Regions from separate parts of the Zea mays genome. Here region 2 is linked to region 1. The links are chromatin contacts, called in public Hi-C maps. All regions are on one chromosome and are shown on one strand. The core of a region is the stretch at or near the end of the contact, and the rest is flanking DNA. Distances in the headings are between cores, read along the strand shown.

The links. A called contact is a pair of places that touch in the nucleus more often than the background predicts.
Region 2: a Hi-C map of ear shows a contact between it and region 1, with 1.9 times the contacts expected there. The contact joins the promoter of LOC103654971 here to the promoter of LOC100273064 in region 1. A contact is called at or near these places in 3 of 25 Hi-C or Micro-C datasets (ear, leaf and tassel).

The regions. Positions count from the first base shown.
Region 1 is chr4:248,199,704-248,202,677 of Zm-B73-REFERENCE-NAM-5.0, forward strand. LOC100273064 (RNA-binding (RRM/RBD/RNP motifs) family protein) reads right to left here and starts at 1,531. Exons shown (of 4, transcript NM_001147513.1): 1 at 1,265-1,531; 2 at 858-1,073. The coding sequence starts at 1,510.
Region 2 is chr4:248,383,501-248,386,474 of Zm-B73-REFERENCE-NAM-5.0, forward strand. It overlaps LOC103654971, which reads right to left and starts at 1,469. Exons shown (of 2, transcript XM_035967582.1): 1 at 369-1,469. The coding sequence starts at 965. LOC100383816 (Zn-dependent exopeptidase superfamily protein) reads right to left here. Exons shown (of 11, transcript NM_001176448.1): 11 at 2,755-2,974.

The DNA of each region.
Region 1 (2,974 bases), core at 281-2,780:
AAATCAAGCCATATTGAGGAACACTATACAAATCGATAGTCTAAGGCCTTGTTTGGAACCTCTAAGAACTAATAGTTAGCTATTAAAAATTTGTTGTTGGGTTCCAAACATCATCAGCTAATACCATAGCTAATTGTTAGCTACCTCACAATTAACAATTAGTTCATTAGCAGGCTCAACCCAGCTAATAATTTATTGGATGACTAACTATTAGCTCTATGGGTTCCAAACAGGGCCTAACACTCCTATTTAATTCCATGTACTGACTAAGGTCCTGTATGAAACAATACAGTTTAGGGGGTGTTTGGTTAGAGGGACTAAAGATTAGTCTCTAGTTTTTAGTCTCATTTAGTCCCTTTTTTGCCAAACACTAGGACTAAAATATGGACTAAAATGATTTAGTCTTTAGTCCTTCACATATGTGCTAAAAGGGACTAAACCATATTAATTCCACATTTACCCCTCATTTAGTTCAATTGTACTAATAGCAGGAGAATGTTAAAGGTCACGTTAGTCTTCTTATGAGTCATTTAGTATATTCTTACTATTTTTAGCCCCTAGAACCAAACATGTTAGGGACTAAACTTTAGTCCCCTAACTAAACTTTAGTCCCTAGACTAAAGAAACCAAACATGGCCTTAATCAGTTTTTATTTTTTAGCTAGGAGAGGCCAGCTTCTTGGTTTTTAAGAAACTGAGAATCTAATTTCTATAAACTGAGGTATAAACTGGCAGGTTTGGAACTACCTCAATTTCTATAAACTGAGGTATAAACTGGCAGGTTTGGAACTACCTCAATTTCTATAAACCAGTTTCTTAAAAACCTAGCATTAGTGTATGACACAAAGAACTGCTCACCTTCCTCAGCTTTGGGAAGTAGATGTTAATCTTCAAGCCCTCCAAAGCAGCCTTATCCAGTTTCGGCTTCTGGTTCTCTGCATTATCTTTCAGCGCAGCCTCCTTTGACGCCGCTGCAGCCGCATCCTGCTCCCATTCTCGTTTAAGGCGAGTGAGGTAGTGCTCTTTGGCCTTCTCCAGCCTGAGCTTCCCTCCTTTCCATTTGCACCCATTATACTGCACACAAAATGCCATAAGCCTCAGACAGCCTCAGAGCAACAAACGGGTAGCAGACACCAAAACCTCCGACTATCTATTCTCTACTGAACTTGTCTGTTTTTTTTTTTGGATAAAGAAAACGCGCATTCATCTGAACACAGGAGCAGCCGAAATATAGAGAAAGGGAAGAGGGTAGTCGGGGTGGGTACGGTGGAAAAGAGCCTGGCGAGGGCCTTGTCGTTGGGGCAGTGGAAGTCGACATAGGCGAAGCTGCGCCCGTTTGTGCGCACGAACTCGACGCCGGCGACGCGCCCAGCGGAGGCGAACAGGGCCTCCAGGTCGGCCGCGCCCACGCTCTCCGCCAGCCCGCCCACGAAGATGCGCAGTAGGGCGCCCGCGCTGTTGCCTCCTCCTACATCTCCCTCTCCACCCGCCGCCGCCGCCGCCGCCGCCATGAGAAAAAGGGCTTCCTTGCGAGTTGTGGCAATGGCTGGACAAGAAAATAATTGGAAATTTGGCTGCGAGATTCGTGCGTCGGTTCTCCACGACAGGTGGCAGTGGGACCCACGATCTTCTTTTTTTAAGCAAAAATGGGACCCACGACATGAGGTAGAGATGACAATAGGTAAATATTCACCGGGTATTACTACCCCATACTCATACTCACGACACAAAAATAACCTCATTGAGTCACCCATATACACAGGTGGATATGGAGTTACCCACATACTACTCATGTGGGTATAGGTCACCGTACCCATAAAAAATAAACATTTAATTAAAATATTATATTATACAAATGACGGGTATGGGTGAAGGTAAAACGTTCTAATATCCGTTTACCCATTGGGTGAAGATTTTTACCCAATAACAGACCCACGGATAGAATATTTAGCTCACATACATACTTTAATGGAGTAAATACCCATCGGATATCGGGTCACAGATACCCATTGCTATCTCTAGTTGGAGGTCCGAGCTCCGAGCCTCGCCTCGTACTTTTTCTTCTCCATGTGGGCCTCACTTTGACCCACTAAGCCAGTAGTGGGCTGTACAGAGAAAGGCCCATTGGTAGGCCTCAGGCTGCGAGCAAACGCATTGGATGGTAAGTTACGAGCCCAAACGATCCTAAGAACAACTCTAAAAGGATGGTAAAAATTTCCTAAAAGTGTTTCCTTAACATACACATGTTTTCTTGCTATGAATCACATTTTTAGATTTTTGGTGAAAAATGAAAAGGTGTTAGCCTTCGGTATTGTCGTAAACGACCATTTATAGTTTTTTCGCTAGAAATACAGGTCGAGTGCCTATTGATCATTAGTGAGAGGCTCCTATTTCTTATCCACATGTGTTTTCTTGCCATAATCACATTCTTGTAGTTTTGGTAGAGACAATTTTTTGATAAAAACCTTAGATGTTAGCCTTTGGTATTTCCGAAAAATATCATTTATGGTATTTTTCAAAAAAAAATGTAGTTGATGACCTTTTTTGTGCAAAAAATATCGGCCACAGGCCTATCGATCTTCGACGAGAGGCTATTGCCATAACCCCACACATGTGTCCTTGCCATAAATCACATTCTTGGATTTCTTGTGGAGCCATTTTTTCTGGAAAAATTCTTAGACGTTAACATTCGGTATTACCATAAACGATCATTTATGTCAGTCTTTGGTAAAAAATGTGTGTCGTAGGCCCATCGATCTTCAACAAAGGGCTCATATTATTTATCCCATAGATGTTTCCTTGCCATAAATCGTATTCTTAGACTTTTCGTGTGGACCATTTTTGTGAAAAATCATAAGTGATAGCCTTCGATATTGCTAAAATGGTAGTTTATATCTCTTTTCAGCCAAAAATATCGGTCGTATGCACCTCAATTATCAATTAGAGGCTCCTATTCTTTAACATATTCATATTTT
Region 2 (2,974 bases), core at 219-2,718, 180 kb after region 1:
ATATATACGGTGGCTTCTTCAATTGGTTTGGCTAGCTAGCTAGGGGCAGATTTGAAGATTGACCAAAATGAAGGCAATGCGGGGTTGGCCTTTGCTTGCTTGTGGTTGTGGGAACGACACCAAAAGTCGCAAGCTTTTCCGAAATCAAACGATCGACCAACAAAAGGAAATCACCAACGAGAAAGATGATACGGTAGTCGAACGGGGAACCTAAGCTAAAAGTATTAGCAACAGCAAAACCAAACTGATCTAATCTACTCGGAAAATAGCCAAGGCGGGCGGTATGATCGAATGGCATGGCATGGCATGGCATGCAAGCGACGCAAGGAACAATGAAACCCAAGCCGCCGACGAGGGAAGAGGCAAACCTGGATGCCGTTGGGCGAGTTGTCGGCGGTGAGCACCTGCGCGCGCGCCGCCGGCGTCGTCTCATCGAGGTACACCGGCCGGAACACGCGCACGGCGGCGAGGCTGACGACGTTGTTGCTATTCCTGCTGGTGGTGCCGCTGCCGCCGCCCGCCCCCGCTGCAGGCGCCAGGAGGAGGGGCAGCTTGTACGCGTCGGCGTCCAGCGGAGCGTGCAGGAACACGTCCACGTCCACCGAGGTGGTGGCGGCCGCCTGGCCGGCGTCGCGGCGGTCCGCGGGGACCGCGAACGCGCCGCCGCGCAGGACGTGGCGCGCGATGGAGGGCCCCGTGAGCTCGAACCGCCGCGCGCCGCCCACGAGGCAGACGGCGACCCGCGGGGGCGTGGTCCGGCGCGGCACCGTCGTCATCGGCGGCGTTGGGAGCGGGACGGCGGCCAGGTGGAGCGTGGAGGGGAAGGAGAGCGCGGCCGCCAGGAAGAGCAGGAGTGGCGCCAGCAGCGCGGCCAGGCGGCGCCGCGAGCGGAGGTCGTCCGGCGGGATCGCCGTCGTCGTCGCGGTCACGCCGTTGCCGCCGCCGCCGCCGCCGCCGGGCTTCATCTTGCTTCCTTCGTCGTCACGCACGGCCACAGCCGCGCCCGGCCTGCCTACTACGTTGCTCGCTCGATCGCTAGCTACAGCACGGCGCCGCGGCGGCGGTGGTGGCAGCGGCGGCAACAGCCAACAGCCGCCGCCACCCAGCACGTACGTACGGCGCGGCGACGGGAGTCCGGAGGGATGGTGGTGTGGTGGGCAGGTGGTGCCGCCCGCGTTGCGCTGCGATCCCGCGGCCCCGCACGCAGGCACGCGGGCGGTTGCCAAGCAAGGGGCCGCTCCCGCTTGGTTGGTTGCTGCCTTTGCTACCAATGCGATGCCTTGCCTTGGACATGCGATGCGATGCCTTGCGTTGCGTTGGTGAAGGGACGACTTGGCGTGAGCTTCCCTGAACCCCTTTTTTTTCGCGGATGAAATGGGACGGGCCACCTCTTCAATATCAGTGTACGGTGTACCAAGTTACCAACGTGTAGGGCCCCGGCCCAGCCAGCCCATGGACCCCAGTTTGGTGTGCAACTACCGTCTCTTTCCTTCTCCAAACTCCACCGAAGAAGAATTGACGACGGCTTTGATCTAATCTAATCTAAGTAGGTAAGCATTTGAACAGTGATATGCATGACACCTTGGTTCAGATGGCGCAAAGACATAGCAGGCTCCTGCAACCAAGATATTTACAATATGTTGTTTGCGAACGTCTTTTAATCTTATCGAATGAAGGACATATCTAATGTACATTGAAGCTTAGTGCACATAATACATATATTAAATCATCATTATCCAAATTCATCTTTCGCATACGCACCCGAAGGGCAGCCTGCAGTAACGTGGTACCGAATTCGTAGATGGGCCTGTTTTTTTCAATTCGATCCAGTTTGTAGTTTTTTAGCTTTTGTTTGAAAAAAAAACTGTTGGAGTAAACACCATATTTTATCTCTAATTCTTTCAATCTGTCCCCAATAATAATTTTTTGGACAAACTTTTTAACATCATTTCGGATTTACTCTAAAAGATGTACTTTTGGAGAAACCTCAGATCCATCTCCTTCCATAGAGCGTCACGGCTGGGCTGTGGATAGACCTGTTTAAACGTCAAGGCGGATCGAGCGTGAGTCCATTTAGTACGGCTCGTACATGACTTGTGTGACTTGTGTCTAGTGTTGGGTTAACCCATACCTCCTATTTGATGTGTTAGGTTTTTTTTACTTTGGATCAAGGTTTTTCGGGGTAGGTCGGAGTTTAGGCAAAAATCATGGCATGTACCTAGCCTGCGATTTATTGCGGAGTAAAAAATTATGGTCCCTACCCACGTGTTGCGATAGTCGGGTCGAGCTAGATTTTTTTCTGGAGCGGGTTTGGTCGAGCTACATCTAGATGTGAAACACCGCCAGCAAGTCCCAAATTTTCACCCATCTCTTAGAACTATAAACTATTGTCAGTCCATGGCCATCATCAACATGTATGAGCTCGAGATCCCCACATGAATCCGACGCCTTGATTGAAGTTTTCCACGTCCCTAGAGAGCTATAGAAACAAACATCGCTCAAAACGGTGTCTGAACGATTCGAAATAGTAAATTTCCAGAGTGATTTCTGGGTTCTAGACGAATCCCATCCTACCGTACGGTCTGGCAAAACACATAGAAGCACACTATTTTTTTGTGTTCTAGCGGAGCGGACGGTCCATCCCTCCACACTCATACAAGGTCCTATATACATACACGACCTTAAATATATGTATACATATAAATATTTAAACTTTGAAAGTTACGAAATGAATTTGAGAACCCAGAAGAAATTCGAGCCAACACAATTCCACATAAACCGCTCGATCAGTGAGATGTTACATCAACTGATGGCACCGTACCAAGTGTTGGGTGCACTAACAACCTTCCATCAAAATGTAGTAGTAAAACCTATGCATCACCAAAAAAAAACTGACATGGGCGATTTTTACAGCTACAATTTTGTTAAACAGTTAGCCACATCGTCTGGCGTCTCTGCTGTAACCTAAACAGAC